2 separate regions of the Mus musculus genome follow, and region 1 is linked to region 2. The links are chromatin contacts, called in public Hi-C maps. All regions are on one chromosome and are shown on one strand. The core of a region is the stretch at or near the end of the contact, and the rest is flanking DNA. Distances in the headings are between cores, read along the strand shown.

Evidence for each region. Hi-C and Micro-C count contacts between places; a contact is called where the count stands out from the background.
Region 1: a Hi-C map of bone marrow-derived macrophages shows a contact between it and region 2, with 24 read pairs. The contact joins two enhancer-like sites. A contact is called at or near these places in 15 of 39 promoter capture datasets (the 3T3-L1 cell line, the C10 cell line, the HPC-7 cell line and 11 more), 1 of 15 datasets of contacts at CTCF or cohesin (the NIH/3T3 cell line), 3 of 484 Hi-C or Micro-C datasets (Sertoli cells, bone marrow-derived macrophages and embryonic stem cells), 18 of 115 datasets of contacts at active chromatin or transcription factors (bone marrow-derived macrophages, cardiomyocytes, craniofacial prominence and 11 more) and 4 of 9 other capture datasets (adipose tissue, liver, macrophages and 1 more).

What each region holds. Positions count from the first base shown.
Region 1 is chr17:46,127,441-46,134,351 of GRCm38.p6, reverse strand. It overlaps Rsph9 (radial spoke head 9 homolog (Chlamydomonas)), which reads left to right. Exons shown (of 5, transcript NM_029338.4): 5 at 4,854-5,082. The coding sequence ends at 5,014. It overlaps Mrps18a (mitochondrial ribosomal protein S18A), which reads right to left. Exons shown (of 6, transcript NM_026768.3): 6 at 5,444-5,847. The coding sequence ends at 5,703. Among named protein-coding and RNA genes, the nearest start is that of Rsph9, 13 kb to the left of the region's middle. Within about 2 kb of position 1,986, at least 23 of the 459 cell types and tissues checked have an H3K27ac peak or open chromatin away from gene starts, as enhancers often do. A contact at or near this core is called in bone marrow-derived macrophages, where this site is marked.
Region 2 is chr17:45,750,987-45,758,021 of GRCm38.p6, reverse strand. All of the region lies in intron 2 of F630040K05Rik (RIKEN cDNA F630040K05 gene), which reads right to left. Among named protein-coding and RNA genes, the nearest start is that of F630040K05Rik, 20 kb to the right of the region's middle. Within about 2 kb of position 5,776, at least 134 of the 459 cell types and tissues checked have an H3K27ac peak or open chromatin away from gene starts, as enhancers often do. A contact at or near this core is called in bone marrow-derived macrophages, where this site is marked.

The DNA of each region.
Region 1 (6,911 bases), core at 737-3,236, 380 kb before region 2:
TGTAAATACCTTAACAGATAAGCCACCTTGCTCCCACGGTATTTTAAGTTTAAAAATCTTTTTATTTTCTTTAATGGGTAAAGCTATATATATATATGTGTGTGTGTGTGTGTGTGTGTGTATATATATATATATGTGTGTGTGTGTATATGTGTGTGTGTGTGTGTATATATATATATATGTGTGTGTGTGTGTGTGTGTGTGTGTGTGTGTATATGTGTGTGTGTGTGTGTGTGTGTGTGTGTGTGTATATGTGTGTGTGTGTGTGTATATATATATATGTGTATATGTGTGTGTGTGTGTGTGTGTGTGTGTGTGTGTATATGTGTGTGTGTGTGTGTATAAGCTACCCGAGCAGTTGAGGCTAACAGTTGAGTCTAGCTCAGGTAGCTTCCCCCCAGGAGCACACTTGTCTGCTATTGCACTGTCCAGGAGCATAACGGAAAGTCAACTGTGGTGGTGCAGACTTGTGATCCCAGGACTCAGATGCCTGGACTTCAGTGCACAACCCTACCTCAAATATATCTGCATTTATATGTCTAAATCCATATATATCTGCATCCGTATATATTCATCATGAACTACAGTTACCATGTTTTACATTAGACCTTTTAGGTTTATTTCTCCTTCCTATCATCATTCTATTTCCTATGTCCTTTGATAACTCTCTATTTGCTGATATCCAACCCACTTTGGTACCAGCCCTCCTCCCCGTCATTATGTAGCAGGAGGGTCAGAAGTTTAATGTCATCCTTGGCTACATAGTAAATTCTAGGTCAGCTGAGCTATATGAAACATTATTATTATTATTATTATTAAATTTGAGACAGGGTTTCTTTGTATAGCCCTAGCTGTCCTGGAACTCACTCTGTAGACCAGGCTGGCCTCAAATTTGCAGAGATCCACCCGCCTCTGCTTTTCAAGTGCTGGGATTAAAGACACATGCCATCCACTCAGCCAAAATATGGATTTTATATGTACACATATATAATTTCCAGGTTCCTGACAAGCTTTGGTGGGAAGAGCTAAGGAGGCTTAAGGGAAGGCCCGTGATCAGAAGGCAGTGTTCACAGGTGGACAGAGAAGGGACAAGCAAACCTGCAGGTTCCTGTCTTAGGGCGACTCACAGGGCTAGGGACGATGGTTCTGAGCAGCTGGTTCCACCACACGGAGGCACCTGAGCCAAGTCACCTTGAGTGTGGGCTTACAGTGATGGGGAGGTGGCTTCTGGGACTCGTTGGCAACAGAAGGAGAATGACGAGGCCGGGATGGCTCTCCTTATCAGACACACTCTGGCTTCCTTCCAGACTCTTCTAGTGAGAGCTGAATGAGCCGCTGGGCGCCTCTCCTGCCTAGCAGATGCAGTGGTGATGACCTGTGCAGAGTCAGGACTAGAACCCTTGGATACCATGCCTGGCTAGAGGGGTGGAGTCTGTAGATCTTTAGCTCTTTCTACTTAGGGAGGAACATTGCTTTCTGAGTCTGAAGCAGTCATTCAAGATGGCTCAGGTCACCTCTAAGCAGGTGTGAAGTGGGCCTTGTCCTGGGGTCTCTGTTCCCTGTGCCCACAGAGATAAGCCCAGAGCTCACAGCTTCTCTCTGAGTGGAAGAGAACAGAATGGAGAGGGATATTGCCTGAGGCTAATATCTTGGCAGTGAGCTGCTGTGTGATGTCCTGGGATGGAAAGTTTTGTAGGGATGGATCCCTGGCAAGATCCTCCTCCTGATGAGTGCTAAGACTTCCTGGCTGCGGGCTTGCACCGGAAGACAGGTGGGGCAGTACGCAGGGCAGCCAGCTTCCTCACCTGGACTCTGCCATTCAATACTCCTTAACCTTTCCGCTCTGTCAGCAGAGCATGGAGCAGCTGCTGCGTGCCAAGTTCTTTTGGTGCCCTTGGAATGAGAAAGACAACGCTCTTAAGTCAGGAAGGTTTGAGCGCAACCAGGAGAAGCTGAAAAAACAGAAGTTATACTGGAAGATGTTGGAGGGTAGGATGGGGTGGGGGTGCGCACAGAGTAGGCAGCAGAGGCAGCAGGTGGCCGGGGTCCCAACAAAGAGTACTCAGTGCAGTGCCCAGTTTGGGCAGCAGAGGGCAGCAAGAGTCCTGCAGCCAAGAAATTGACCTTTAAAAGCTGCTGGTGGTTAGTGAGGACAGGGAGCCTGAAGAGAATGGGCAGTGTGGCATCAGCTTTATGGGGGTTCGTGCAGATGGCTCCTACGTCTTTTAGAAGCGATCAGAGGACCCTACCCCTACCCCATTGTTTACTTATATTGGAGGCTGCACCAGGGGTGTCCTTTTTCTCTGTCCCCACTCTGAGAGGATTGACTCTACCTTGTGGTAAAGAGAATGGTGGCTTTCAGGAACTTACAGCCATTTTTTTTTAAAGATTTATTTATTTATTATATAAGTACACTGTAGCTGTCTCCAGACACTCCAAAAGAGGGCGTCAGATCTTGTTACAGATGGTTGTGAGCCACCATGTGGTTGCTGGGATTTGAACTCCGGACCTTCGGAAGAGCAGTCGGGTGCTCTTACCCACTGAGCCATCTGACCAGCCCATTTTTTTTTTTTTTTAAATTTCATTTTACCTGTATGGGTATTTTGTTTGCATGTATATCTGTGTACTACACATATGCCTGGTGCCTATGGAGGCCACCATGGCGCTGGTGTTAGATGGTTATTAGCCATCACGTAGGTGCTGGGAATCAAATCTAGCTTTGAGCCATCTACCCAGGCCTTCCCGGCCATTGCTTAGTGTGATGACCTTTAGGGGTTGAGACGTAGGATACCTGCTGCTCCCTCGACAGTTTGACCTGAGCCTGGCCCTTACTCTCTCTGGCATTGGGAAACCCAGGAAGACCTCCTGCCAACTGCAGAGGCTCAGCTGCTGAGTTCCAGGCTGGATCTTCTCCCCAGTCTCAGTACAGGTCTCTGGAGAGGAAGCCAGGTCTGAGGAGGCCTGGGGCTGTGAACTGATCCACTGGATCATTCCTTCAAAGGGCTACTACCACAGTTGTCTGGGCCTGGTTTTTCCATATTTACAGTTGAGATGGAGGTGAAGGTGTCAGGTACACACTGTGTGTCTGCTCACACACACACACACACACACACACACACAGAGAGAGAGAGAGAGAGAGAGAGAGAGAGAGAGAGAGAGAGAGAGAATGGAACATGGTGTGTGTCCCAGATGATGAGCTGACTGAACCAGGGAGGTTGAGAGGACAAGAACACGATGCCGGGGCTGCGCGGGAAGGCAGAGAGCCCGGCCCCTGGCATGCTGCAACTCAGCACCCTTTGGCTTGCTTGGTCCCGCCCTCACTGGCATCTGTATTTGTATTTTTTTAACTTCCTCACAGTTTACCCATGTTGCTGGGCTTGGGCTACTCATTTCAGCCTCTGCTTCCCATCTCCTCGAAGTAAGAGGTGAGCAGACATGCTGGTCTGAGGGGCCCCATGCCACCATGCTGTTGGTTGAATCGATAGATATCTGGATACAGTGGGGTTAGGGATAGACCCTAGGCTGTTTTCTCCAGGCTAGCGCCTGAGTGAGGGACGCTGCAAGCCAGCCTCCCTGGGTGGGCAATCAGAGCTTGGTCTTGCTTATCTCACAGAGGCTGTGTAGCTGTGGGCTCCAAGGGCAATGAGGGATTAGGTCTCTGTAGAAAGCTGTCCAAATGATGTTCTGGGCCCCAGTAATGGGACTTAAGGCTAGAGAACTGTATATTTCTGGGTCTTTTTGTTGCCAAGGATAAAACACAGGGCCTGGGACACTGTTCTGTAACATTCTATCCTTGTCTCCCCTCAAGCAATGTTTCCTGGAGACTTGTGACCAAGAAAGCCACCAGGGTTCTCAGGTGCCCAAAGAACAGCTGTTGGCTAGGTGTCGTACCAACCGGGGCCTGTTTCACTTGATGTTTTGATTCCTTGGCGGTGGCACTGGGGCCTAGAGCAAGCGATAGGCCCATGGTGTGGCCTTCACCCCATTGTTCTGTGCATGGCTCAGTCAGGACCAGGGGCAGAGGACCTCCATGCTTCCAGAAAGCTCTGGTTTTGACCTGGGCAGGCAGCTAGCTACACGGGGATAGGCTTCTCTGATGCAGGGTGGCCTCTGGAGGGTGGAAACTGACTGAATCGTGAGGCTGCTGGGTGTGGAGTGACCAGGGTGGGCCATGGTTGGAGGTAGGCTGCGGGAAGCTTGAGTGGTGGGAGCCAGCACCGGGGCTGAGCTGGCAACTGATGAAGGCTCCAGATCAGCCCTCTGAGCATAACTGGTTGGTCCTGTACCAAAACCTTCAAAAGTTATTTGCCTTCCTGGCAGGGCCCAGAGCAGGGCTGTGGCTGGTTTGGGGGAGAGGCCTCTGTGCGCAGGGGAATAGAAGCCCAGATCTGCATCCAGAGGCGATTTTCCCAGGCTCCTTCCTCCCACACAGCGGCTCCCTCCCTTGGAGCTGGATCAGGCCCTTCCAGCCAAGTCATCCTGGCTGCACAGCCTAGCCTGGTCTGAGCTGCCTGGCGTCTTGAGTAGCATGGGGCAGACTCAGCAGCCGAGGTCTCCTCCTACCAGGCATGACTCCACCCATCAGCAGTTGGGCAGACCACTGAGGTGGAGGCCTGAAATGGCCCAACTTCAGCTTGAGCCCCTGGTTGTCTCATCGATCTTAGGGCAGAGGCCCAAGGTCAGTGATTTACCCTGAAGCAAGGAAAGGGAGCCACACCATCTGTGGGTCCCTGAAGTCACCTCTACACTTGCTCCCTTCCCTGTGTCATGAGCAAGTGACTGTGACCATCAGGAGCACAGCAACTTTCTCAGTGGCACCTCAGTGCCAGGCCTCAATTGTCCCTCCCATCCAGGGTCTTGGAGCATCCAGATGGAAAGGGGCAACGCACTGGTGGTGCTGCGCAGCCTGCTCTGGCCAGGCCTCACCTTCTACCACGCTCCTCGCACCAAGAACTATGGCTACATCTACGTAGGCACAGGAGAGAAGAACATGGACTTGCCCTTCATGCTGTAGGAAGGCAGGCTGGATATTTATGTGGGGTCGAAACACTCTTTCATAAAGTTCAACTGTTGGGCCTTTTTGTTCTGTCTTGATTGTTGTCATTTTGTCCCTCTGGCAATCTAGTCACCTGGCTATGAAAGGCCAGAAAACAATTCTGAACCAAGAAGCAGAGGCCTGGGATGAGCTAATGAAGGAGGAGGCATCAAGTGTAGATGGGTGGAGATGGTGTGAAGGGGCAGTTAGGGGCCCGCTCAAATTCCTGGATTCAACTGAAAGCTGCTAGTAACTGACAGTCACTAGGCCCTCACTGCAGTGTGGTGCCCGTCAGCAGACGATGGGACCTGTGTGGCACATGGACCTGCCCCAGGTCCACTGACAGGGCCCATTAGGCAGTTCCCTACTATGCACAGGCCCCACATTTCTAAGCACTGACCACACGGGGAAGCCAAGAGCCTGCTTTATTACATTGCCTTGGGTAAGGCTCCCGTCCCTGCTCCAACCTCAGCCCCAGCCAGGCAGAAGACCACAGTGGCCAGGAGATCCAGCTCCTGGCTGCCCTTGGCTTCCAACATTGCAGCTGGGCAGATCCAAGGCACAGAAGTTAGTTCTCTGTGCTGTTGTGGAGGATAATGGTTCTGGTGGGAGGAGCAAGTGCATCTTCTAGACGGTTCTAGTCAGCTCTTCAGAAGTCCTGCTCCCACTAATGCATCATCTTCAGAGGCCTTCTGGAGTAGCAGACATTGTCTTTCAGGAGTGGTGACCCCACGGCCATACCCACCTTGTTCCAACGGTGGCCTTTTTTATAGATGGGCTTGACGGACTTGGGAGCCCAGCGAGTCAGATAGCTGTAGTGGGAACACAAGAGGTTGCCTGCTGGGGCAGGAAGAGCCGGACACTGCCCCCTGGGGCTGTGCTGCCTCCCTCACCAGTTTTCCTTTCTCAAAAGGCAAAGCATTTTTGGGGGAGGGGACTGCTGTTTTGTAAACAGATGGGCTGGGCTCTTGCGGCTACAAGTGTGTGTACTCAGGGCTGAGGTGGAGTCTGGCAGCCCAGGCCCATCCCCTTGACCTTTAAGAGTTGTCAGTGTACATCCACACTGCAGGAGGAAGGCAGAGAAGAATCCTGCTTGTCACGCAGGTCTCTGGCCTGACGCTGGAGACAGGAATGTGACAGAAGGCTGGAGAAGGCCTGCACTCATCCCACTTGGCTCCTTTAGATCTCCTAGCCTCCAGGGGACTTCCCAGGGCACCTCAATCGTTGCAGGACCCCATCCCTCACCCCATAGGAAGCAAGGGATGAACACAGCAGTGCTGTGTTCCAGCAGGTTTCTGTAAGTAGGAGGGGCCAGGGAAAGATGGCGGCCACCCATGGCCCTCTGGCCTCCTCTGGGGATAGCCTAGGCTCTGACTGTTCCTGGAAGAGTGGGTCATAGCACCAAGACTGGGGTTTACTCTGTTCATAATGAAACCTGGCTCCTGATCAGGAAGGCCCATCCTTCATACTCAAGAGTTCAACCACAAAGGCCAGGTCCTCCTGTGTTCTATGTGAGGTTGAGGCTTGCCCTGGCTGCCTCTAGAGGCCCTCAAGTTTTACTTTAAAAACTAGTATTCCTGGCAGAAATTAAAATTTTTTTTTTGGCTGACATCTTCTGGCTGACAGAGGGTTGCTGATTCACGCCTTTCTATCATGGTTCTTTGGAGCTTGAGCTGTGAGCCTCATGCAGAGGGAAAGCTGCGGGAGGTCCGTCCTGCATCTGACCTGGGCAGAGGTGTGTGCTGGGCACAGGAGGTAGGAAGATGAGGCCTTCCCTAGTTGGCTGGACCCACGAACACTGCACTGGGGTACCCCCTGCACAGGGGCTGCTGTTTCTATGGTCAGTTGTTTTAAGACAACAGGTTAGCCCAGCATA
Region 2 (7,035 bases), core at 4,527-7,026:
CAAGGGTCGTGACCCACGGGTTGAGAACCACGTTTCTAGACTGAAGAGAGAATTCTATGATCAGCTAGTGACATCTGCCACTCGTACAGAAGTGGATGGTAACGGTATGCGTGGTTGCTGTTTAAGGCTAAGTGGATGGAAGTGCTTTCTGCTTAAGGCACACTGGGACTCGTCTCGCCGTGTACTCCTGAGACAATTATCCAACGCTAATGCTACCTTGCAGATTCCTTCACCCATTGCCTTCCTAATGAGTCCAATCTCCCAGCTCCCCTGGCTCACTCCAATTTACAGTCCCCCAACCCAGCACCCCAGAATCCATACTAACTCTCACAATCGCCAGCATCCTGACCTCAGGTAGCTACCTGAGGAAGAGCTGACTCCCACAATGTTCATGGGGCGGGGGCTCCTTTCCTTCATTTTCTGCACCTCTACCTTTTCCAGGAAGAACTCTCACCTCTCGGGCCCTCCCTCCTATGACCACCCGACTCATTCACCAATCAGTGCAAGGCGGTGTGGGCAAAGTGACCACTAAGCCCAAGGATCAGTGTGAGAGCCCTGGGATTGTTGGAGTGTGACCTCACCAACTGACAGTTTCCCTTTTCCCATCCTCACCTCCTGCCCCTTCCCGTACTTGGACACCTTTGCTGACATTCACATCAGGCTCCCAAATCTCCAGGAAGCCAGCGTACAGTGGGGCATCCCAAATCCCTCTGAGTCACACCCCTCCCCCCCAAAAAAAACTCAATCTAGCCTGCTTTAATGAGGAGGACATATATAAGTGTGTGTTTAAGGAGATCTGCTGGTTTCTTGTGAGGGTGGGGGAGCTGTGCTCTGAGCATCGCAGAGGTCAGTGTGGGTGGTAAGTCATTTCTGAGCCCACCTCACGACACCCTACTCTGGGCTCTCCATCACCAGCCACGCTGTTTCTGCTAAAGGGAAACAGATGCTGCGGTTAATTGGGGTGCAGTGGCGGGGCTCTGGGCCTCATTAAGCCTGAGGATTGGCTGAGTGATTTACCAGGTCATAAATAGCACTTGAGGGGGCAGGTGCCCAGTGTCCACCACCCTGGATGGAGGGAAGAACAGCCAAGTACCAAGGCCTTGGGCCTTGGAGTGAAGCTGAGCCTGAAGTTCTATGGCTCTCTCTGATCTGAAGCCTGTGGCAGCCTGGGCACACAGAGCCCAGGCACCATTCCTGGGGGGGGTTCCAGATGCTCACAGTTGGAGAAAGCAAAACTTAACCCCAAGGAAGATAAGGAGTGCAGGGGACAGAGAACAACCAGCAACCACAGAAGGCAACGGAGCCCAGGAAGGATGGGCAGTCTAGAGGAAGCGAGTTCTCTTTGGGACTTACCTCCTCCCACCACAATACCAAAGCCCAGCCCAGCCCAGCCAGCCAGTCCCAGAACACCCACAGAGGAGAGCACATCTTTCTTCCCAGGGAGCTTCATGCTCGAGGCAATGATGTGCCAAACTGCCTGGATTCAAGCCCAGACCCGAGCTGTGTGACCCCAAGAAGAAGCCTCGGCTTCTCTGTACCTCGGGTTCTCCGTCTGTAAAGTAAGGTAACCGATCTGCCTTTTTCTTTTTTCTGAGACAGGGTCTCAAATGGCCCAGACTTGGTCTCAAACCTGCCATTTGTAACCCCGAATCACTGGTTCTACTTCCTAAGCACTGGGATTACAAACATGAACCTCGGTGGCGGATTTATACTGGGGACTGGGCTGGAGAGATGGTTAAGAGCACTGGCTGCTCTTCTAAAGGATCCAGGTTCAGTTCCCACCCACAGGACAGTTCACAGCCCCCATCCACCAGCATTCCCCTTTGGGAGTTGAACTGATTAATGGCCTCAGGTTGGTAGCTGGCACATACATCTGGTTTAGGTTATTATTTTTAAAGCCAGAGTCCCTGCGTTGGTGGATCGGGGAGATCTTCAGTCCTTCCTGTAGCCCGGCACTTGCAGCTTCCTTGGAGCATCTCCCAACACAACCTTTATGTCCTATCTCAAAATCACCACCGCACCTCATCAGGGTCTCCCAGCCATGGGAGGACCACGAGCTTCAATCCACTGTAAGCAAAGGAGAAGCTGCATCCCAAGGACGGCCATTATTATTGGCATCTTTTGTGTGCCGAGCCAAATCCTCATTAGTTTGGGGCGGGGGAGGATCTGTCTGTCCGTCTGTCTGTCTGTCTGTCTGTCTGTCTGTTTGAAAGGGTCTCATTATATATCCCATATTGACCTGAAGCTTGAGTTCCTTTTCATACTACCTCCCGGGCATTACAGGCTGTGCCACCATACACAGACTGACGCTAGTCTTCAGCTGTGACTGCCCAGTCTGGTCTTCAAGGGGAATATTGATAACCCATTGCCACACATGACAAGGTGAGGCATCACGGCCCGTCCGGAGTCACCTTGAGAGCAGAGAAGCCAGAACTGGATCTGCCCACCTCCAGAATCTGAGATCTGTTCTTAATACAGTGTGATCCTTGGTGACTGATGTTAACATCCCTGGGGGACCTTTTCAACATGCAGAGCCAAAGAGCTTTCCCAAACCTCTCCTCTCCTCAATGCATTATAATCTCAAGAAACTATATCTGAAGCCAGGCATGGTGGTGCACGCCTTTAATCCCAGCACTCGGGAGGCAGAGGCAGGCAGATTTCTGAGTTCGAGGCCAGCCTGGTCTACAAAGTGAGTTCCAGGACAGCCAGGGCTACAGAGAAACCCTGTCTGGAAAAACCAAAAAATAAAACAAAACAAAACAAAACAAAAGAATCTATATCTGAGAAAGATGGGCTGTCCCAGGATCTCCAGAATTCCTCTTGCCTGGCACAATCCATCGCAGACAGAAGGAAAACAGAAAGGAACTCTTCAAATTGTACTGGTACCATACTTAACAATGCCTCTGTTTCTCCTGTCCCTAAAACCCCTCACACTCTCTCCTGGAACCTGAGACCTCAACAGACAGAGTTATGCAAAGGACAGCAGGAAACTGTCTTTAGTATGCTGGGAGTGGGGCCCTGCTACCCCAAGGCCCCTCTGTACCCACTGGGGTTACAGCTAACATGACAGCCTGAGTAGTGCTCAGAGCTCCCATAAACTGGGTGCACAAGACCAGACATAAGGGGTCTAGGAAAGTCTTTAGGACTGGCCCCTCCACCCATAACACAAGGGAGCCCTCTATTCACTGTGATATACTCCCCCAGGGAGACGATGGGAGAACCGCCCAGGCTCCCCAGCCTGCGGGTGCATCAGCCCCTGGTCTTCAGCAAGGCGTGGAGAGGGATCAGCACACATCACATCACGCTTGGCATGGCCCCCATTGGTGGGCAGCATGCCACTCTGCCAGTGAGCCTTCTCCCTGAAGAACAGTCGGCAGCAGGGGAGGGGCTACGAGGGAGATGAGCTCCTGGCAAGAGCGGAGATGCCCCCTGAGCAACTCACCCTACTGAGACCCTGCCTGGTCTTAGTGTAGCGAGAACCAGGCTGATGAACAGGACGAGAGAAAGGCACTAGAGCTTGGAGATGGGTCCAGCAACAGGAGGTAGGGACGTCAGTTTCCAGACAGAGACCCAAGGCTGAGGGAGATCAGCTCTGCTAAGTACCCTCGGGTGATCTGTGACTATTCCTAGTGATGCAGAGCCAGGGCCGGGGAAGGGCTGGTGGGGAGGAAGCTCTCAGCTCTGGATCAGCCCAGACCCCTCCCCAGAGGGTCATATGATGTGACTAAGGGTGGGACAGAAACCCACCATTACCCTGCATGCCCATCCAGGGTACAAACAGTGCTGGCCTGAAGGCCAGCCTCAAGCATATGCAGCACAGGGCTGCTTGCTACCCCAAATCTGCCCTGCCCTCTGTATCTCCAGCCTCCTCCTCATTATCCCATAGTTGGACCACTACCATCATGCTGAGCCCTCGTCTAAGTTCAAGCCCTTCCAGGCCCATCCCTACTCATCCCTGGAGCCTTCCTGGACGGTCCATAACCCCCTGTGCCTCATCTCCAGCGTCCTAACATTAATTTTGGGGTGGACAGAAGAGTCCTGGTGGCATTCTGAGTCCTCCCAAATCCCAGGTACCTCCTTATGCCAGGCCTAGGGCAGGGCCTTGGCCATACAGATACAGCCCATGGCCCATGCAAGTAGGAAGCTTCTGAACGGACCAAACAGATGGTATCACAGTTGTCACTTAAATGTTTGACTTTACCTGACAGTTGTGTGTGTGTACATGTGTGAGTGTGTATGTGTGTGAGAGTGTGTGTGAGCACGCGTGAGTGTGTGTGAGAGTGTTTATATGTATGTGTGAGTGTGTGTGAGTATATGTGTGTGTGTGAGTGTATGTGTGTATGAGTATGTGAGTGGGTGTGAGTGTGTGTACATGTATGAGTAAGTGGGTGTGAGTGTATTTAAGTATGTGTGAGAGTGAGTGAGTATGTGTGTGTGAGTGTGTACATGTGTGAGTGAGTGAGTGTGCGAATGTGTGTGTGTACATGTATGAGTAAGTGTGTGTGGGTGTGTGTATCTGTGAGGGTGAGTGTGTGAGTATTTGTGTGTATGTGTGTGTTCATGTGTGTTTGTGTGTGTGTGTGAGAGAGAGAGAGAGAGAGAGAGAGAGAGAGAGAGAGAGAGAGAAAGAGAGAGAGCCCAGCTAGGCAGGAGGTCAGCTTCAATATAAGGTCCAACCTCAGGTAATCCAAGTTCCTGGTGAGTTTCCCAGAACCCACTTGGGGTTCTCCTTCCCAGCACATTACAGTTTGTAATGGTTTTTATTTGTGCAAATTGCTTGATGCCAGTCTTCCCTGAGCACCTGGCACACTTGCTGAGTGGGTAAAGACTCTAACAGCAGCGTAGCGTTCTGCCATGTCCCGTCCCTGGTACAGCATTCGCAGGTGCTCCTTGCCCAGACCTGGCCGGATCTGCCCATCTTGCCAGAACTGCAGATCAATCCCAGAGAAATTTCATCACAGTTAACCAGGAAGGTCTTTTCTCGAGGAGGGGAGGGCCTCCAGCCTCAAACAGTGCTTTCTGTTCATTGTCTACATCTGGCCAGACCTCCCGAGGGCAGAGGTCACATCTGCGTCTCAGGACTGTCCCCAACACACCCCGCTGTAGTCCGCCAGCTGTGACTCACACAGCTCCTGAGCTCTTCCTCTTTGGCCAGAGACCCACATCACTAACCACAGTAATGTAAGCTGCAGTAACCACACTTACGCGCAGAGTTTCTCCACACCAGGCCAGGGCAATGACCTTATATCGGGGGTCAGCAAGGACAGTCCTACCCGGAGGTAGAGGCATAGCCCAGATGGGCTTCCTCAGGCCTAGCGTCTAGACTTTTTCTCTCAACCGTTTGCAGTCTCTCCACTTCCCCACCAAGCAGCCTAGCAGGGACTTGATGCCCTGCTTGCACATTCATGAAGCGAAGACAAAGAGCGTTCTCTCTCTCTCTCTCTCTCTCTCTCTCTCTCTCTCTCTCTCTCTCTCTCTCACACACACACACACACACACACACACGGACACGGACACGGACACAGACACATACATGGACACACAGACACACACATGGACACATACACATGGACACACACACTCAGAGGGGGCAGTGAGTATCACCAGGGTGGCTTGGAGGGAGACAGGGAAAGTGAGCCAAGCTGTCCCGTATATCTGCCTTCCCTCACCACTAGGTCTCGGACATTCATCTGGGGAAATGTGGCGTCTGAGGATGTGGCTACAGTGGCCAGCATCTGGCGCCAGCAGAAATCCCCAAACCCGTCAGTGCCCTGTTCAGACGTGTCGCTGACCATGCACTGAGTAAGTGCTGAGAAGACACCTGTGCCTAAGGCCACACCCCTGCCTGCCCTCGGCTTCCAGACACACCCCCTCCTAGGGCTCAGGCCATTCCAGTTCTTCCTGTCCAACCCAATGAGGGTCCAGCACATCCACCCCTACAGTGGGCACCAGTAAAAGGGGAGGACAGGTACTGGGCTCCCAGCCCAGCTGTGTGCTCTAAGGAAAATTACCCAACCTCTCTGGAGTTCAACTGGCCCAACTGTAAAAAGGTCAGTTAATTAATAATTATTTATTATTTATCAGTCTACCATGAGATAAGGGTAGACGTACCTATCTTTACATGGCTGCCATTCACAATTCTGGCAGTAAACACTAAGTATCAGGAAAACCAAGACCTTGGAGAAGGGAGAAAAATCAATGTTGTTAAAAACAGGAAGATGGATGGGCTGGAAAGATGGTTCAGTGATTAAGAGCACTGTCTGTTCTTCCAGAGGTCCTGAGTTCAATTCCCAGCAACCATGGTGACTCTAAACTATCTGTAGTGGGATAGGATGTCCTCTTCTGGTGTATCCAAAAACAGGTACAATGTACTTATATACATAAAGAGAAGAAGAAAGAAGAGGAAGAGGAAGAAGAAAGATGAGGAACCTCATCTTTTTTTTTTTTTTTTTTTTTTTTAGCCAGATGCACATAAGATCAAAACTACATCCTCCCAGCTTCCCTTGCAGCTAGGTTTGGCTGGATGACTGAATTCTAATCAATGGGATATAAGAAATGTTGCTTTGCACCCTGGACTGCCCAACCATACTTGCCCTTGGGGGTTGGGGATGAGGCAGCTTGGATCAGACTCTGGGAGTGGGGAGCAGGTGAGATCGCAGTATCAAGCACCTTTATTAATTCCCAGGGAGCGCCCTTTAGACCCTCCACCATCATCCCATTGGTACCAAGCAAGTGAGTCCTCCAAGTGGCAGTTCCCCATTGGCTGTCATTGTCTGTGTCACCACTCTCTAGGCTCTCAGGCAGACTTCAGTTTGGCCCTCATGCTGAAGTTACCTGGGAGGCTGCGCAGCACCTGACTTTATGCAGAAGCAGCCACCACCTTGTCAGTGAGGCCTGCTGTTTCTCCTACAAAGAAGTAAATACAACTTCCAGGAAGTTCCTATAAAGAGAAGGGAGAGCTCCTATTTCAGGATGTCTTTGTCCTTCATGCTGGCTAGAGTGCCAGAAGCCATCTGGGAACTGTGATGACCTTGG